2 separate regions of the Bicyclus anynana genome follow, and region 1 is linked to region 2. A link is a contact called in public Hi-C data. All regions are on one chromosome and are shown on one strand. Each heading gives the region's core, a stretch centred on a gene start, on an enhancer-like site or on the middle of the called end of the contact. The rest is flanking DNA. Distances are from core to core; before and after follow the strand shown.

Region 1 (4,649 bases), core at 999-3,498, 69 kb after region 2:
ACTCGAGCGTCATGGGTACCGATTGCATTTGGCAGATTAAATTATAGGAAGAAAAATGGTTATTTACTTTTAGCAGTGGAAAAATAAACTACAAACTTTAAAAGCAATTTTTATTACTTTGGCTTACTGAAATTGTCAGAAAACTTTAGCGATTAATCAGGAGGTTATTTCCTTCATAATAAGTAAAAAAATAACCGCGCTCGTATCTCGAGAACTAAAATATAAGGGTTTTATTTTGTAACTTTTAAACCCTCCCATTCGTCAACCAAATCGTCAGATTTTCAAAATGTGCAGTTTTTAGCTATCATCTCACCTACCTTATCTTAATCTGACGTGCTAGTTGGCTCATACTTGGTGGAGGTACTCAACAACGTGCAAGGTATAGTCCCTTATGTCGCGCGCCGCGCTCGAGTAACTGCAAAAATCCCTTCTTCGGCTCCCCTATTTGAATTTATAGGGAAACACAAGTTTTGCGTGACGGAAATTGTTCTTTAGAATGCAATTTTCAAGAGAATCGATTTCAGAAAGATAAGTTTAAGAAATTTAAACCCAAAAAAACAGAAAATAGTCAACCCAGGGAAATTTATAAAACTAGTCAAATTACATAGTTTTGACAATTAGGTGATGTGTTGCGTCCATTTGCGTCTTACCTATTAATTACGAGACATCCTGTATATTATCATGGAAATTTAAAATTTCTACGAAAACACAGTCATTTAGTTTCATAAGTCAAATTAAATTAGCATATATTATTGGCATATTATTGCCAATTTTGTCCTCAACAGACTTGATATACCTACAATATAATTGTTATGCCCATTTGTCGTTAGAGAATTTGCGTCGCAAAAACTGGTTGAATTAACTAGATCTATTATTAATTGAAGGTACATTTAAAAGTCTTGATATTTCATGATTAGCAATTAGAATTTACCAAATGGGCCTGTGATTCATATTACTACTTAAATAATAATCACTAAATACCTACCTATAATTATTACCTATATCTAAAGCAGTGGCGTGCACAATGTTTTTAACTAGGGTATGCACTATACGAACAGATTATACACAATAAAAAATTTCTTCTCCAAAAAATAGATTTATCAAATTTGATAACTGAAATGACTTTAAAATAATATTTATTGCTGTATAATACATTCAAATTATCCTATACTAATTTAATTAGGTAAGAATTTCGCCCTCTGCACCATCCTCTCAGCCAGCAGAGAGGCAGAAATCACGCAGTTCCAAAACATGTAATTATTTACATTTAGGTCCTTTTTTATTAACTATTTGGTAACTGCGAGACGCTATGATGTGTAAATGTGTCATATTTTGTTAATTTTCTTGTACCCCTCTAGTAGTAGTACAGGTACTGTTAGCAAAATTTACCGTGGAGTTATTGGAATTTTATTTCAATCCTGAAACCTCCCTCAAACCTTGATGGGTTTAAGGCCCATTGCTGAACTCGGGCATTCAGCATTACAAGGCAAAAGAAGTAATAAGAAATACAATATATATCTTGTTTTCTCTTTACAAGATTCAATGGTGAAATATTTGGTTATTGTTTTAGTGGTGATCGAATCTTAGATATTTACTTATAACAATTCTAAAAAGTAACAGGTTGATATTTTAATAAATTCCGCGCACGGCACTTTTGAATGTCAAAAAGGAACCGGATATCCGGTTAAATAAACGTTGAAGCCTTTGAATATTAATTAAATACTAAGCAAATAATAATTATTTATTTATGTAGTAGAAGATAGGAATAAATATAAAATTACCTCAAGCCTAATCGAGTTTTAATATAAGATTATGATACGTAGATAACTATAGTTACGTACCTACAATTACCTACATTCCTAACACCTTGTTAATCATTATTATAGGTACCTATGTATGTATGTATATATGTATATATACTTACATTGTAAGACAAAAATACAGTTTTTTAATGACAAAAAATATTTTATAAAAAAAATTGTACTTGGGTTTTACACAAAACGAGGACGCAGCATTCGGAAAATACATATTAAAACATTTTTAATATAGCGCCATCTCTTGGCGAATCTCTATATTTCTTCACCGTACTATCGTATAAATGAACCACTCGAACTTTTAAGTGCTGCCATCTATTTAAGAGTTTACTTAATCAGTGTTGCCTCCAACAAATTTTGTATTTAGATTTTAACATGCAACACAGATATGAATGTCATTTTAATTAATTAAATTTTTTTACTCTGTCAAGAAACAGTGATCGAAGTGGTTGTGTTTTTGGAAGTTATAATTTTCCCAAGAGTATGATCGTTCCAATATGAAAATATTACGCGCCCTGTAATCGATTTCCTTTCCTATATTTGGAACGCTATAGCATGTTGCAATTCTGAAATTGTATTCTGAAACTGAGTAGCAAGAGATTACAGAAAATCTATCAAAATGGCAAAGTAAGTGTATTATATTTAATTTCAGTAGATGCAATGATTAGCTAAGGCTAGACATCGACAATTCTGCGGTCGAGCTCATGAGAAATACTAGAATCCATAAAATATCAATTTACAAAACCATTGAAGTGTTATCTTGTTCGATTTTTGAAGTCGCTCATTCGTTCGTAATGTTTCTTTCGATAAATACAGAAAAGTAAGTGTGCTCATGCAATTTGTTTTTATCTATAAGTAGGTACATATAAACAAATATTAATTAAAATAATGGGAGACTTCAGTGAGAGAAATTCTTCAGTGGTTATGTATATCATTAAAAAGGCATCAATTTAACAACTTTCACTTCTCGAGTTGTTACCAATGTTTTAGTAATGCTTTAGTAATTTACAGGTATTTACTATGGATATAATTGTAATTGCATTATTTAAATGTCTCTTAGTTCTGTAAACAAACACTACTATTGTTTACATAATTTACAATTTTATTTCATAAATCTCAAAACTTATTGAAATATAAGATATAAAAAGCTCAGATACTCATATGCACAGTTACGCTTTAAAAAGTAAAGTGCAATATTAACTAAAAAATATGGCTTATTCAATTAGGTATAGCACAGGGCACAGATAGTGATGTTTTTGAAGTGGGTCACTTAATATTATTAATAGGGATGGCCTTCAATATTGGTTAATTAGGTCATTTTACAAATTCTGATTACAACCAAGGCACACCAGCCTCGCTCAACTATATTCTAAATAGTGACATTTTCCAAACATTTAAATTTAGTTGTTTCTGAAGGTTATTTGAATGAATTCGAACTAAAATGCAATCATTTATATTCAAATGAAACAAGTATTCTATTTTTACATATTCTCAGGAAAATCTAAAATTTATATACTTAGAATTATTACTGCAGATGTGTTTATCTGTATTTAGTGTTTTCACAAAAAAAGTTAACCTGGATTTGCCAGGGATAAACATGGTAAGATTTAGTATATCTCAGTGCTAATTTAGGGTCTAATCTATCTCCATTCTGTAACACCCAAGTGATTTAGCCTTCCGGTATAATGTTTAGAAACCAAAAAGTGTGTGGATTTCACTTTCCTCCTAACCAGTAGTAGTGCTAGTAGTAGTAGCCCGCTTCCATCTTAGATTGCATCATTACTTACCATCAGGTACTAACTTGTAAAAAAAAATGTAACGTTTTGTAGTTGCAATGTTAAGGACTGACAAGTATACACACTTAAATACAAACATTCACCTTTATAATATTAGTGTAATCTACACTAATATTATAAAGAGGTAAGATTTGTATTTTTGTATGTAACATATAAACATAAAAACTTCTGGACCAATTTAGAGAACTCTTTCACCAATGGAAAGCTGCATAGATAGTGAATAATTAATGATATTGTTTGCTCTCATATTTCCACGTTAATGGGAACTACACAGGTGAAACCGGGAGTTCTGATAGTTCTGAATATAATTTGGTTTTAAAACAGATTTGAATTGTATATGTCTAGACAAATTTAATATTTATTAGTAAAGTTGTGTGTATCAATATTAAATATATGTATTATAAGTAACTAAAAATTTATAGGTGGTAATAAAAGAAGACTATGACATATAAAAATATTGATGATTATTAAAATTTTGAAATATCTGTTTGTATTCACAATGATATCCAAAACGATTCAAGGCTAAAGCTATTTGTTTTATATACTAGAAAATATCTAAATCTTCTTTTTAATTTTCAGAATGTAGGTCTTTAGTTTTTTTTATATGTATATATTAGTTTTCAAAGCAAATTTTGTATGTCTATACATTATAATAATTTATTTTCAAATTATATGTATTCAATGTGTTACGTTATATATATGTATATAATATTAGGTATGCATATTGTGTATTTTAGTTCCTGTCTAAATGAATTAGTGTACTCTAGTGGTATTACCTCATTTCCTTTTGTAATTGGATTCACATTCTGTCTGTATAACAGGATTAACTATTCCAATTTATTTCTGCATATCATATGTACTTTTTTGTACTTATAGTACTAATTACGAAATCTTTTTTAAATATTTCTGTAAAGTATAAAAATTTTAATGTATTTTACAAGATCCAAGAATGTTGAAGAGTTTGGCCTTTGCTAATAATAACCGATAGTCCCAGTCAAATACATGAATAAATAATTAAATTGAAGTATCTGTGATTTCA
Region 2 (5,006 bases), core at 2,081-4,580:
TTGTCGACGCTGTACTCGTTGGGCTCCTCGATGGGGTAGAGCGGCGCGTGGTGGTTGACGGCCGGCTCGAACGCGGAGTGGTAGTCGTACGTCAGCAGGTTCATCCAGTCCAGGTATCTGCACACAATGGACGTTATTTAGTGAAGAGATAAACAGGTAATTAAAAGAAAAGACAAATTAATAGAGGTTTTCATAGTTACAAAAGTTACTGGAAGAATAAAATAATAATAAGAAGAACTTATTCATACGGTTACTGTATGAATAGTCATACTATTTTTTAAAAAAGTTCGGCTAATGGCAGGCGTCCACTGATCTCCATCGTACCTATCGGACGCAACGCATCAAATGGGTTTTTAATTTTACACTGCACTGAGTTTTTAATGTTGACGGCCTCCGTGGCGCAGTGGTATGCGCGGTGGATTTACAAGACGGAGGTCCTGGGTTCGATCCCCGGCTGGGCAGATTGAAATTTTCTTAATTTGTCCAGGTCTGGCTGGTGGGAGGCTTCGGCCGTGGCTAGTTACCACCCTACCGGCAAAGACGTACCGCCAAGCGATTTAGCGTTCCGGTACGATGCCGTGTAGAAACTGAAAGGGGTGTGGATTTTCATCCTCCTCCTAACAAGTTAGCCCGCTTCCATCTTAGACTGCATCATCACTTACCATCAGGTGAGATTCTAGTCAAGAGCTAACTTGTAAAGAATAAAAAAAAAAGTCCGTTCGATGCGGATTAGTGGACGTCTGTCATAAAGATAACTAAATTATACGAAGATAATTGTTGGTATAGAATCTGTTTAAAGAATAGTAATAAATAATACTGATTATTATCTACGCGACGTGTGCAAAATGTTCATCATTAAAAGAAAAAAATATGTAAATTTTATGGCGAACATATACAAATACAGCTTTTAAGATGACCGTTTTTGTGTATCGCCACCATAATCTATGTATATAGTACCTAACAAACTCATGCGATTTTTTTCATGATAAAGGCTTCGATAGACTGTCATTACGCATATGATGTTAAGCGATGATTAAGCCATTTAAATTTTATTTTATTATTAAAATGCGCTTGCCTGAAAGGTGGTAGGGAAAATGGAAGCTGAAAGAGTATTTCAGTTCAGATCCTTGCAATGTTTATATAATGATTTATTTATTTTGCTATCATCCGCGAAAAGTCGACGAACCCATGCGACAACGTCACCCAGGTCCGGCAAAATACTCTCTACGTACGTTTCACCCCGAAACCGGAGCATCCTCAGGATATGGTGACTCTACAACGTGCAATTGCACGTTGTAGAGTCAACATATCCTGACTTATCGACTTTTCGCGGATGATAGCAAAATAAATAAATCATTATATAATCATGACTAGCGGACGCCCGCGACTTCGTCCGCGTTAATTTCGATGTCAACTTTACTGCTACCCCTACCCTACCCCTACCCCCACCCTACCCCTACTCTACCCCAACCTACCCCTACCCAACCCCTACCCCCACCCTACCCCTACTCTACCCCAACCTACCCCTACCCTACCCATAGCTTACCTACACCCTACCCCCATCCTACCCCTACCCCCATCCTACCCCTAACCCCATCCTACACCTACCCTCCCCGTACCCTATCCCTTTCCTACCCCTATCCCACCCGTACCCCTATCTCACGCCTATCCTACCCCTACCCTACCACTTCCCTATCCTACCCGTACCTCTACCCTACCACTACCCTATCTCTACCTCTACCCTACCACTACCCTAAACCCGGCCCTAAACCTACCCTACCCCTACACTACCCCTACGCTTCCCTACCCATACCCTACCCTACCCTGTAACTTCTCTATCTTACTCCTACCCCTAGCAAAATCGGTCCAGTCTTTCGAGAGTGGTGGTATGACCAAGAGAAATAGAGACTCCTATGCTAATAATATAAAGAGGTAAAGTTCGTGTGGTTGTAGGAGGTAATCTCTGGATCTACTGGACCGATTTGAAAAATTGTTTTACCAATAGAAAGCTACGTTATTTGCGAGTGTTATAGGCTATGTTTGATCCCCATATTCACACGGGAACGGGAACTACGTAAATGAAAGCGCCGGGCGTCATATAGCGGAATTACTGCGTCTTTTAGAAATGTTGTATTATCTCCGAAACTTTTTAAGTAATTAACATACTGTAAAGGGCAAATCTTATCTCCATAATATTCTTGAGATTATTAAACAATTTATTTTAATAAGGATTAAAGTTTAGTTGTATAAATAATGACGTAATCCTAAGTATATAAAATTAATAATTTTTAAAACACAAAAGGTACTATATCTGCTAATATATAGAAGATAGATATATGGCGTCGCGGACTTTTTTGTAGAACTTTTAAAGATACATAAAGTCTCTATACATTAATTTCAATTTTACACAATGGTTAAGGCAGCGCATGCGAATAAGTCTGTTTAAAAAGTTTTTAGTCCGACCTGTATGACAAAAACTGTGATAACTCGGCTAATATATATGATACCAATATAAAATATAGCCTATAGCACTCCCCGATAATGTAGCATTCTATTGGTGAAAGAATTTTTAAAATCGGACCAGTAGTTCCGAAGATTACCCCATTTAAAAAATGTGACAAACTTACAAACTTACAAACTTTACCTCTTTATAATATTAGTATAGAGTATAGATTAGTATAGATAGTATAGATGAACTTCCGCAAAGTAACGCCTGCTTCTATCCAATCCTTGCAATGTATCAGGAATAGGAAAACCAAGGACTTTGTACTTTTTGTAGTTGTAAATGCAATTTTGAATATTGCGTTTAATGTGGTAGGTGATAAAATACTATGAATAACAAATTTATTTTGCTTTTATCCGAAAATCTCACAGTGTAGTGAAAGCGTAGAGAGCTGAAGCTTTCAGAGCTGAGAAAACTTTCTTAACACATATTTTATTTACAAAAGATGTCGTGATATTTAAATATTGTAAAGCAATTTTACCTGAATTATTTGGTCATCGCAAAATATAAACTGTAATGACATTCATTATTGATTTATCCCCACGGTTTCACCCGCGTAGTTCCCGTTACAGTGAGAATAAGGGGATAAAATATGATCTTTAATACTCACAAATAACGTGGCTTTCTAGTGGTAAAAGAATTTTCAAAATCAGTTCAGTAAATCCAGAGATTATTCTACAATACCACAATTACCTCTTTATGACATTAGTACAGAAGTAAAGGTTCCGGTATAAATCTTGCAATTACAAGTTAGTCTGACACCACCTTAACAGGCATTTTATCATGTATCGTGTAACGTATAGTGTGGTATAGTGTTGCAAAGGTCAAGGCCGCAAGGCGTGTCTCATTAATTGTACATCTACCCACAGTTTCACCTTATAAGGACGTACGTGGTCAGACGGTACGCATGAATTCTTCCGATGGCTCTACTAATTTACATTAAAATGCTGTCTGTGGAATTTATGATCTTTTTAACAAGACACAAAGGCATTTCTTTTGGTATGGTACGTACACAACGCCTGGATTTACGAGTTAAGTTATTTACGATCGAAAAGTAAAGGGCACAAGAAAAACCTAACTTAAGACCACATTTTAAACGATATATCCTTTAAGGTAAATAAAGGCGGCTTAAATATTGTATTACCTACTATAGACACTACGGGGTGATAGACTATTGGACAGTAGAAGTCAACTTATTAAAACCCATATCTGTGTGTGAAAATGAATGCATTAAGATTTTCTTGTTAGTGCAATTTCAGAGCTTTTTCTGAGCGTATGCAATCTGCAAAAGCGCTTGCATGCACGCTACATAAAACAAAGGATTGTAGCCAAGTTCATCAATTCTCTTTCTACAAAAGCTTCGAAAACCAAAAGATGATTGGGAATGGCAAAAATTATTGATAGGTTGATCACGTGACTGATAGATAACGAATGTAACCTCTTTACATTTTTTTAGTTTTCGAAGCGTTAGTGTTTGTAGATAGAGAATTGATGTGTAGCATGGCTTTAAACCCAGACCGCGTATACACAGGCTTAATGCGGTTTCAGATTAGCATTTTATACGATAATTTTTGAACACGTCCTTTTTCTATAAGCTAGAGTCCATGTTGGACACAGACTCCTCACTACCGGTTCGGATGAATACGCCGGTGTGTACGAAGCTTTATACTCAAGTTTTATTTTATTCTATACCTAGTGAGAAAAATAATATAATTTGTCAACTGTACAAAAAATAAGCGATGACTCAAAAATTCCACCAGATGAAATCATCCAAATTAAAATCTAGTTTTGTTAAAAAATGGCTTCTTAAAAACAAGTTGTTTTTAGGTTCTTATAATATGTAAAGGAATTTGGTCGTTACAAAAGGTTGATGTAATTAAATTGTTATTACAAAGTATTAAATTATACTGAGTCATTTTATGGTTTGAATTATGAAAGGTTAGGTTAGGTATTCATGTTTTCTAATATATTAGAGGCAGCTTAACCGATTTTTTGATTTTTTTTGTACGATTTCGTAATGAATAGCTATTTCATTCACATATTCCTACCTCATACCCATTTTTAACCGTGATTTTATTTTTATTTTCTATAAAAATATATCAGAACAACGTTTGCCAGGACAGATATATTAATTGTATATTTCTTTACAAACATAATACTGGAGTGTTATTTATTTTTAATTACTTTAGGAAAATATTTAATAAATCTCTGTACCTACCTATTCTATACTACAGCCTTTCTTGATGAGGACTGTTTACCAACAAACAAATTAAAAATGAGGGTATAAATCACTAGTCATTTCACACCTAATAATAATTAAAATCAACTTATTCTTAAATTGATGAAAATAAATTATATTTTAAGCTTTATTTATAATTATATTTTACCTACCTTCATTTCTAATTTCTTTATTGGTAAACAGTATTCATCAAGAAAGTCTGTATTATATGTGGTATACAAATAAATAAAAAGCCTCTTAGCCAAAATTTAGGCGTTGCAATCC

Evidence for each region. A called contact is a pair of places that touch in the nucleus more often than the background predicts.
Region 1: a Hi-C map of whole body shows a contact between it and region 2, with 1.7 times the contacts expected there. The contact joins the promoter of LOC112057897 here to the enhancer-like site in region 2. A contact is called at or near these places in 2 of 2 Hi-C or Micro-C datasets (whole body and whole larva).

What each region holds. Positions count from the first base shown.
Region 1 is chr14:1,671,322-1,675,970 of ilBicAnyn1.1, forward strand. LOC112057897 reads left to right here and starts at 2,249. Exons shown (of 10, transcript XM_052885635.1): 1 at 2,249-2,441. The coding sequence starts at 2,434.
Region 2 is chr14:1,601,236-1,606,241 of ilBicAnyn1.1, forward strand. It overlaps LOC112057899, which reads right to left. Exons shown (of 23, transcript XM_052885607.1): 4 at 1-117. Among protein-coding and RNA genes, the nearest start is that of LOC112057899, 12 kb to the right of the region's middle. Within about 2 kb of position 3,331, at least 7 of the 8 cell types and tissues checked have open chromatin away from gene starts, as enhancers often do.